Regions from separate parts of the Mus musculus genome. Here region 2 is linked to region 1. Evidence: chromatin contacts called from public Hi-C data. All regions are on one chromosome and are shown on one strand. Each heading gives the region's core, a stretch centred on a gene start, on an enhancer-like site or on the middle of the called end of the contact. The rest is flanking DNA. Distances are from core to core; before and after follow the strand shown. Region 1 has its middle 16 kb from the start of Gm46168. Region 2 overlaps Pou2f1 (POU domain, class 2, transcription factor 1).

Region 1 (5,020 bases), core at 1,600-4,099:
AGGAACCTCCATACTGACTTCCAGAGTGGTTGTACAAGCTTGCAATCCCACCAGCAGTGGAAAAGTGTTCCTCTTTCTCCACATCCTCCCCAGCATCTGTTGTCACCTGAAGTTTTGATCTTAGCCATCCTGACTGGTGTGAGGTGGAATCTCAGGGTTGTTTTGATTTGCATTTCCCTGATGATTAAGGATGTTGAACATTTTTTCAGGTGCTTCTCAGCCATTCGGTATTCCTCAATTGAGAATTCTTTGTTTAGCTCTGAACCCCATTTTTAATGGGGTTATTTGAATTTCTGGAGTCCAGCTTCTTGAGCTCTTTGTATATATTGGATATCAGTCCCCTATCAGATTTAGGATTGGTAAAAATCCTTTCCCAATCTGTTGGTGGCCTTTTTGTCTTATTGACAGTGTCTTTTGCCTTACAAAAGCTTTACAATTTTATGAGGACTCATTTGTCAATTCTTGATCTTACTGTGCAAGCCATTGCTGTTCTGTTTAGGAAAAAAATTCCTTAATTTTTTATTCCTGGTACCACTACCACAATTTACAGGACAATATGCCTGATGTAATGAAGAGAAAGGTACTGTTGTACCAGATAAAAGGCCTCGGGGATATACATCTAATTGACACTACATTGCATTAATAAACAGCTGCACATTTTGCAAACTACACTATGATAGACCTAAGCTTCCTGTTTAAGTTGCAGTGATGTTTCTGACTATGGATCATCGCTCCCTCTGTGGCAGACTTTTACAGTTCCTCTAAGGCATGCGGAACAACTATCTCAAAGTAACCTATGGCTTTCCTGACAACCCCTCACTTTCTCTCCTGCTAAGAACTATAGCCCTTTTCTACTGTTTGTAAAACCTTCTGCTACCAAGTCCACCACTTCTACCATCAGACCTATAGCCACTGCCATGGGGACTGCCTGAGCTTCTTCCACCAAAACTAACCCACCCCTGGATCCGTGCCATTATCCACTCTAAGTTCCAAAGTCATTATAGTTCCTACCACCACCACCACCACCACCACAGTCACCTCCACCAAAGTTCCCTCCATTGTAACCGTTACATCCTCCTCCACCACCTCGGTCTCCATATCCTGGTCCACCACCATTGCCTCCTCTACTATTGTAACCATGACCACCACCACAGTTACCACCATCACCTTCAAATCCTTTATATCCACCATCACCACTTCTGTAACTACCTCTGCAGCCACCATCTCTGCCACCATAGCCTCCTCTTCCACCAAAGTTTCCACCAAGACCAAAATTGCCTCCAAAGTTTCCTCACTGACCCACAAAGTTGCCACATCCTCCTCCCCAACCCTCTACGATCCTGCAGACTGCATCTCTCCTTCGCAATTATGCCCATTGACAGACTCTTTGTGGTCAGCAGGTGCATCTCTTGTTTAGAAACAGCTCTTTCCACTTCACAATTACACCCATTGACAGTGTGGTATTTCTGAACAATTTTATCAACTCTGCCATGATCATCAAAAGTTACAAAAGCAAATCCTCTTTTTTTCCCCACTCTTTGACTTCTATGATGTAGATGGCTTCTGCCATACTTTTCAAAGTAGTCTCTTAGATTATACTCTTCTGTATTTTCCTTTATACTACCAACATTTTCTTTCACTGTTCAACAAGTACCATGGCTTTTGGCCTCTCTAGAAATGGCGCCTCGGTTCCACCCCAGTCATCAGCTTTGGGAGGGGGGTGGGGGGAACACTCACCGCAGCATCAAGAGATAAGGTCAGGAGCCTTAAGCCTCTGGAACGTCTTGTTGGGGATTCCTCATTATCACACAGTCTCTAATAGTGCCCCGTTTCTCAAAATGTTCTCTTAAGTTATTTGTGGTTCCGAAGCTCAGACCACCAAAAAACAGCTTTCTCAGCTGCTCTGGTTCCTTTGGATCATGGCCTCCATTTTGAGTCCAGACGTGCCTCTTCCAACGCGAATTCCCCTGTTGGTTTTCTTTGGTCCAGTAAAATCCGTGCAGTAGAACACAACCCACTCACTTGCTTAACGGTGGTTGAGTTCACTGGCCCTCTGTGTTCTGAGTCCCTGGCAGGTATGACGTGCTGTGACCCGATGCTTCGGATGGATACTTGTGTGGGCCCACCACAGCATCATGGGATGACACTTCCATTTTAAAGGTTTATTTATTTTTATTTTATGTTTATGAGTGGTTTGACTACCTATGTATGGATACCTTACGCATGTAGTGCTTGCAGAAACCAGACGAGGTTATCAGATCCTCTGGAACCCTCCATGTGGATACTGGGAATCAAACTTGAGTCTCGGCCAGAGCAAAAAGTGCTTTTAACTGCTGAGCCATCCGTACAGCTCCAATACTTCCGTTTTAAGCCAAGAAATATTCTAGGTCGTTTATCTTTTATTCTAGTTTAGATCCTGAAACTGATGTTTTGACAATACTGGTTCTGTCTCTGCACAGACGTCCTTGTTTGGGGAGGCTCCAGCTACAGTCTGGACTGGAGTGTCGAAACATGCCTCACTGCGGAAACCTGCGACTCTGAGACAGCAAACTTCTCCCATCCATGAGTTCACAGATCATTTGCAAGACTGTTGCAAGCTATAGAAACAGCGCCCTCTTGTGACCAGAGCATGCCACACAGTCTCCAGAGAAAGACGCTTCAGTCTTAGAACTGTGGCGATCTCTGCCCCCACAACTCACTCTCATTTTTCTTCCCTTCTCTCTTCCTGTATTTATTTTGAGGCAAGGTCTTGCTGTATAAATATAGAACTCACAAAATAACTCAGGCCGATCTCAGATTCAAACTCATTATCCTCTTGCCTCAGCCTCCAAAGAGCCAGGATCATAGGTTTGCCCCAAGTCTGGCATCCCTCTGTTTCAACAGTGTTCAAAGTAAGACTGGTGACGTAATTCCGAAGCAAGGTTCATTAAAGCATCCGAGAGAGCAGTCAGTCAATCCCAGGGAGGCTACTGTCTCCCTGTTTCCAAAGTAGAGTCTAGACCTGCTTAAAATGTTTAAATGAGCGAGCCACACATTCTCAGGAAATCCATCAAACAAAGATTTATTTCTCTTGACTGGGCTTTTGATAAACGTGACAGAATGCAAACATGCAATCTCTTGATAAAGGCCCTGCTGCTGACAAACAGTAAGATTGCTGTCCTTTAAATAAATGAGAAGGACGAAGGGACAAAACAGCTCAGAAGGTTTAAAAAAAAAAAAAAGGTCCTTGCTGTCGGAGCCTGAAGACCTGGGTTGAGGACCCAGTTTCAACACCTGGTGATCCCATGTTAAACGTTAGAGACAGAAGCCCTCATCTGTAACCCCAACGTTCCGTTTGAGAGATGAGAGCTGGTGACAGAGCTGGCTGGAAGCTCTTAGGCCAGCTAGCTAGGAGTACTCAGCTTCACTCCATCAGAGAACATAAGACAGAGCCTGCATCGATAAGGTGGAAGGAGAGAGCTGTCTCCCCAAAGCTCTCCTCTCGCCGGTCGCGTGCGCTGGCATTTGAGAAAATTATTTACCTAGATGCATGACTCACAGTGCCAACTTCAGAAGAAGAAAACTCAACAGAAGGAGAAAACTAGGCCCAAATCTCCTGTTGGTGCTACTGGAATCTTTTGATACCTCATCTCACAATGTAGCCCAGGCTCGCCTCGAACTTGATAGCCTCCTGCTTAGCCTCTCAGAGAGCTGTAGCTACAGATGCTCCCAGCACGCCTGGCTTCCAAGTCCCTTTGAGAAAAAGAGTCAGTGAATCCTGTAGCTCGTGAAAGAAAGGGAGACATCAAAGGGATTCTCAAACAGCAGTGTTCTGGGACAGCCTTTATTTATTATAGATGCAGCCTCACCCACAGATCTGACGCCATTAATCTGGGCCTGAGGAATCCACCCCCTCCAGAAGGAAGCTGAATTTTCAATAACTGCTCAGGGAATAGTTTAGAAAGGGGATGTTGCCACAGCAAGTCTGTGATGATTTGAGCAGGGTAGAGAAGTGAGATCAGATGCCATTGCTCACAAGGACAAACATCTCCGAGCAAAACGCCTTGATATATGTTTATTTTAAGCTGTGGTTTCTTTCTTTTTAAAAATAGACTATCTTTTATTTATTCTTTGACAATATCATACATGTAAACAATGTATCTTGGTTGTATACATTCTCCCCCCTTCCTTCTCACTACCCCTAGGCATCAGGCACCCCAGCACACCCCCTCCCTACTTCAAGTCCTTTTTAAAAAACTATTGTCTGTAAGAACCAATGTGATTTTAGAGCAAATTGAAGCCACCAGATCCGTTAGGAGTTTATGTGGCCTTGTGTGGTTTGGAAAGCATCGATTGCCTAAGACAAAGGTTCCTCCTTCCTTTTTTGTTACCATATGTGCTGTGCTGTTCAATCTACAAAGAGAGTAGCCTTCGTTTGGGCTACTGCTTAAGATTAGACTCTCTTTGATTAGACCATTCTCTTGTAGACAAGACTTGTTTCAGATTGGACTAGCATCTGATTAGGACAGGAGAGATCAAAACTCTTGTGAGTGAAATGGACCCACTCTTGGAAAATGACCCCAGGAGTTCATTGTTCTTTATTATGCAGCACCTGTTTTTATGTTATGTGTATGAGGGCTCCCCTACATGTGTGTATGTGCACTACATACATACTATGTGCATACCTGGTAACCTCAGTTCAGAAGAGAGCTTCGGAGTCCCTAGAACTGGAGGTAAAATTGGTGTGGTCACCACGCAGATGCTGGAAACTGAACCCAGGTCCTCTGCAAGAGCAGCAAATGCTCTTAACCACCGAGGCACCTCGGAAGGTCTTCCCATGGAGCTTTCTGTTTTCACGGTGCTTCCATATTGATGCCCGTAGCAGGAGGTGATTTTTGTTGTTGTATGATGTTCCTCTCGGTGAAAATGTCCCTCTTGCTGAGGAAAGTTGAGCAGGTTCTACTCGGTCATATTCTGTTTTTTTTTTCTACTACAAAGGCTGAGCAAAGCCCTCTCTAGAATGCTATTCGAATTATGAGGA
Region 2 (5,524 bases), core at 1,281-3,780, 210 kb after region 1:
TCTTTGAATTGTTTCAATGAAAATTGAGAGTAGTTTGGTAATTAAAAAGGCAGGAAAGCTCTTCTTACTTTTCCAGTCTAAGAATACAAAAAGAGAAAAAGGCAAAACTGAGTAAACTGTATAAAATAACTAACACTTTAAGGGAATAAAGTCACATACAATAGGGAACTCTAGACTAGTCACCAGGGCACATTTAGCTCTTTTAGGTAGGCATCTCTCTTATGCCCATTCCTTCCTTTACAAAACAAATTTTATAATCTGACCTTACTGAAGAACATGAAGTTAAAGAGAAAGTCCTTGGAGTATATATTTTAAGGTGTACTTTCATGAAGCTGGATAAAAATTGCCTAAAGATTTTCTTTAATAGGCGCATTCTCCTAACCAAAACCAAAAACTCATTTTCATTTTAGCATTCACCGCTCCCAAACTGCAAACATCAAACTGTTTAGAAATGATACAAATAAGTCAATGCAAGTTTTTACTAATTTAAAAATAGTCTTTAAAAAAAACAGATCACATTTTGTATTGGGAAAATAGGGAAGGTCAGTAATAGGCACACATAGTGGGTGACTCTGCACTGCTGGTTGACTGTTACACTGTCTTCAAGTGTCAAGAATCTTCATCAGCAGAGAGCACCAACAGCCTCAACCAGCAAGGGATTAGTACAGGCACTGACTTTCACTTGCCATGTATTTTAATGTCAAGCTCTTTCATAATTAGTTTAACTATATGTTTACATATATTCCTAGTTCATGAAATTCTGAATAAATCTAGTTTAATGGTGCACACAAAATCAAGTGTGGCAGCTGAATTCAGATTGCTAGTGCCTGCATAAAAAAAGCAAAAACCAAACATAAATGGTAGCTCCGTTTGTGACCTAGGTGGATGAAGACGGATGAATTTGGAACTCAATGGCTAGTAAGCCAGTCTAACAAATTAGTGAGGCACTGTTTCAAAAAATGAGGGGAAAGTGACTGAGGAAGATACTCAATATCATCCTCCGGCCTCCATAGGCATGGACACGCACACACATACACAAACATGCATTTATACATACTCTACAGTCACACACATGTTTATTCTAAAAAATTTAAAAGCCAAATATGTAATTAGTTCAAACTACCTTCCTTATTTTGTAGCTTAGAATGTTCAATAAAAATTACTTAGATACATCCTACTAATTATGCTTCTACATGATAGTTATTTTTTAATTACCAATTTGACTGGACTTATAGTTACCTAGGAAACACCTGTATCTCTGAGCATATCTGTGAAGGTATCATGGACTGAGTACTAAAGGAAAAGGAAAGCAAACTGAGCAGGTAGCAGCCCGCCTTTCTGCCTCCTGACTTTGGACACAGTGTGATACATGAGCTCACATACTCTTGCCATAGTTAGAGCTAGTTTCACTGTTCATCATCACCATGATATACTTAGACTGTGAACTAAAACACAGCTTTTTTTGCTAAAGTTGCTTCTATCAGGTATTATGTTATAGCAATAAGAAGAACAATATGGCTACTTGAGTTGCCTATCTGTCTAGAGTATGTCTGACAGTTACATATGTGTATATATTTCAGAATATTTTAAGATGAGTTATTTCATTGCTTCTTATAAAATCTCTATAGCTAGGTAATGTTCTCATTATGTAAACAATGTCTCACACTACCAAGGTAGCTACATGGTGACTTGGGGAGGCCAAGGCACTAACAGTTATAAAAGCCAATGAAACTAAAAATAAAGAACTCAGGCTACACTAAACTGAGCAATTAAGTCTGAATACTTGTTATTTTTTCATGTGGTAAGAGCCTCAAGCTTGAATCATGAAGACTGGATTTAATTATCATACTCTCTAGAATGTTTTCCAGAGTTTTATCCTGTAGTGTCCTTCTAGTCAAGTGTAAGAATTCCCCAAGTGTGGCTGGAAACGCATAAAAATAAGTAGTTTTCTAGTTTTTTTAAGTCCAAAATTTAATTGGAATTTTGGTCATTTGGTGAGAATGGTGAGTATGAGAGATTTGGTGTTGGTGTGTGTTGTTTAATGCTGAAAGAGAGATATCAGCTTATGATCACCTGTAAGCCTGTATAGCAGCAAGAACTCACTAAAATGTTATTACAGGTTGAGCACAAATGAGAAATTAGATTTTTCTTTTTGAAAATGTGATTTCTTTTTTCAGTTCTCTATGAAAATGGAAAACACTTTAAAAATTTAAAAGTATAAACCAAAGATAAAATCCTAAACAAAAAAGATCACTTTACACAAAAAGGGTAGCAAAACATTGACACATGTGAACACACAGAACAAACATGAGCTTTAACATATTCACTAAAAGCCTCCAGGAAGAGAAAAACCCACTCACCCTGAAGGCTACAAACTGACAAGCTCCTTCTGCTATCCACTGGCACAGGAGAGACCTTTTATTCTTTTAGAAATTTTCTCAACTTAAATTGGATGCAAATAAGCCAGGTGTGGTCCTTACAACTATAACACTGCTAGTCCCTGCTGAGTTTCCATAGCAACAGACACAGCTGGTAATGGCTCACCAAAAGTTGTACTGACCTCAGACGGATTTAAAAAGTTTCAATTGTGCAAGCAATTGTGGTATCTTAGTAAAAAAAAAAAAAAAAAAAAAAAAAAAAAAAAACACAATTGTTTTTAAAAATCTATCTTTGCTTGAAGTTTCAAGTAAAATAAATTTCTACTAATCCAAAAGTGACCTCCAGCCTAACAGCAGGGGCTAGTGTGTCTGTTAAATTAGAGGAAGGCAATCATCAAATTTAGGAAAAATGTTTTGACTAAAGAAGTTGAGCTCTTTCTTGTGAGACTAGGCCGGGGCCTAGCAAACACAGAAGTGGATGCTCACAGTCAACTATTGGATGGATCACAGGGCCCCCAATGGAGGAGTTAGAGAAAGTACCCAAGGAGCTGAAGGGATCTGCAACCCTATAGGTGCAACAACAATATGAACTAACCAGTACCCCAGAGCTGCATATGTATCAAAAGATGGCCTAGTTGGCCATCACTGGAAAGAGAGGCCCATTGGACTTGCAAACTTTATATGCCCCAGTACAGTGGAATGCCAGGGCCAAAAAGTGGGAGTGGGTGGGTAGGGGAGTGGGGGGGGGGTATGGGGGACTTTTGGGATAGCATTGGAAATGTAAATGAGGAAAATACCTAATATATATATATATATATATATATACACACACACATACATAAAGAAGTTGAAAAGAGAAAAAAAATTAAGTCAATATTTATGGGAGTAAGGGTGGGGTTCCCTTAATGTAGTAAACAGCACCCAGAGAGACTAACAGTTTATTAAAGTTCTGAATTAAAGAATGTGCCTCGTTTCCTTAAATTAATGTGCTATGGCTGTTCTTTGGCCTAATTAAAGTGTTTGTAGTCATAGAGATAGTAGCTGGGTCAGCACTATCATCAACACCAACTTAGAATATAAATTCTTGGGTCCTACATCAGATCTACTAAATTAGAAACTCTAAGGGCGGAGGTTCCAGAAATATGTTCTGAAATCAATTCTCTATAAGATTCTGAACAGTGTAAAGTGTGAACACTGATTTACAGCGTCAAACTTCAGAGAGATATGTGAAAAACTGCAGGGATTTATTCTACTCTTTGGAATCCGAGTGAGAGTAATAGAATAAAATCTAAGGAGCTTACTAGCCTTCTGAAAGGAGTCTGCTGGCTGGTATCCTCTGTCTAAAGAAGATGCAGAGTATCAAGTTGGGCAGGTCTGTTTCTGTTACATGCAACATTACCAAGGGGTAACCAAGAGTCTTTATTATACAAGGAGAGGAGAGTCTTGAACCCAGGCTAACTCACTCACTATCATTCATATTCATTTCCAACCATCTAGGTCTTCACACCCAGGGCAGAAAATTTAACCATTTATCCTTTCATAAAAACAAATTTTCCAAGACAGAAAATGTTTATATGGGGAAGAGTATAAAGTCTGAGCCACAAACTTTAACATCCTTCACTGCTGAATTCTTTAAAAACATAAAAGTATGCATTTCTTTAGTATCTAATTTATTAGATACTGTCTTGATGTACTAAAACTTTTTAAAAACATATTTCTAATGGGTAACATTTCAAAGAACTAGGCTAGCAGCATGAAAGCTATCATAGACATACTAAAATAGTTAATGGAGAAAAAAGCCTCTAGTTAGCTCAAACACATCAGATGTTAAAAATGATGGACTCAACAAGCTGCGCTGGCTAGTTTTATGTCAACTTGACATACAGAATTATCTGAAGGAGGGAACCTCAGTTGAGAAAATGCGTCCATAACACCCTGCTGAAGGTCATTTTCTTAATTAATGATTGATAAGGGAGGGCCTGACCCATTGTGGGCGGTCTCATTCCTGGGTTCTATAAAAATGACTGGGAAAACCATGATGAGTAAGTCACTAAGCAGCACCCCTTCTGCATCAGTTTGAGTTTCTTCAGTGATGGACTATGATGTGGAAGGGTGAGCCCCTATCTTCCCCAACTTGCTTTTGGTCATGGTGTTTCATTACACCAAGAATAACCCTAATTAAGACACCAACGAGGTCATTTTGTGAAATTGCTAAGTGCTTTCAGTACTATCCCATAAAATGTACTTTAAAAATTTGGGGACTAAAGATGTACGCTCAATAGTAAAGCACTTGCCTATTATGTACAAGTCTTGGGTTCAACTCCAGCATGACAATTAACTACTTTAAGTAAATCTAAAGATTGGTCACAATTTATGAGAAAAAAACCAAAACAAATCAGAAAGACAAAGACATTCAAATGAAGTGTTTCCTTATTATCAGGATCTGTTTGTGTAAGTAATATGGTGAAATTTTCTTAGGTCATATATGCATGCATACTTTTTGTTTGAGGGAAGATGCCACTGGAGATGGAACCTAAGGTCTCATATGACACTAGGTAAATGGTTCCCTGAGCTACACATATCAAGCCTCAGACAGGTGACTTAACATACAAATCAGACAACAGGAGAAAGAAAAAAATACACACTTGTTTCCTTTCCTTTGCTTGCCATGTTTTTTGTTTGTTTGTTTGTTTTTCAAGACAGGGTTTCTCTGGCTGTCCTGGAACTCACTCTGTAGACCAGGCTGGCTTCGAACTCAGAAATCCACCTGCCTCTGCCTCCCAAGTGCTCGGATTAAAGACGTGCGCAACCACTGCCCAGCCACCATGTTGTTTTTTTAAAGCTGGGATAGTTGTACCACAGGTGTACCTTATTCAAAGAATGTTTTCCTAAGGAATCAACTTAATGTACTGTCAGCATTTACTCCACTCTTATGGGAAAAGAACTGTGAAAGAATGAACCCTACCTAGGTCTTCAAAGACAGCAATAAAGAATCAATAAGAAATGGATTCAGAATGCGCTTCAGACTAATCACCTCACATAGAGCCATTTCAGCCTATGTATTAACGGTGTTCACTTGATGTGCTGTTTCCACAGGCCTATATTTCTGCTTTTGAAAAAGATTTATTAGCCTATAAAGAATCTGG

What was found. Hi-C and Micro-C count contacts between places; a contact is called where the count stands out from the background.
Region 2: a contact with region 1 is called in a Hi-C map of neural progenitor cells, with 5 times the contacts expected there. The contact joins two enhancer-like sites. A contact is called at or near these places in 3 of 484 Hi-C or Micro-C datasets (embryonic stem cells, neural progenitor cells and trophoblast stem cells), 1 of 115 datasets of contacts at active chromatin or transcription factors (stem cell-derived neural progenitor cells) and 1 of 9 other capture datasets (liver).

The regions. Positions count from the first base shown.
Region 1 is chr1:165,733,737-165,738,756 of GRCm38.p6, forward strand. No RefSeq gene overlaps it. Among named protein-coding and RNA genes, the nearest start is that of Gm46168, 16 kb to the right of the region's middle. Within about 2 kb of position 2,850, at least 43 of the 459 cell types and tissues checked have an H3K27ac peak or open chromatin away from gene starts, as enhancers often do. A contact at or near this core is called in neural progenitor cells, where this site is marked.
Region 2 is chr1:165,945,926-165,951,449 of GRCm38.p6, forward strand. The region is part of intron 1 of Pou2f1 (POU domain, class 2, transcription factor 1); the gene reads right to left. Among named protein-coding and RNA genes, the nearest start is that of Pou2f1, 54 kb to the right of the region's middle. Within about 2 kb of position 2,531, at least 14 of the 459 cell types and tissues checked have an H3K27ac peak or open chromatin away from gene starts, as enhancers often do. A contact at or near this core is called in neural progenitor cells, where this site is marked.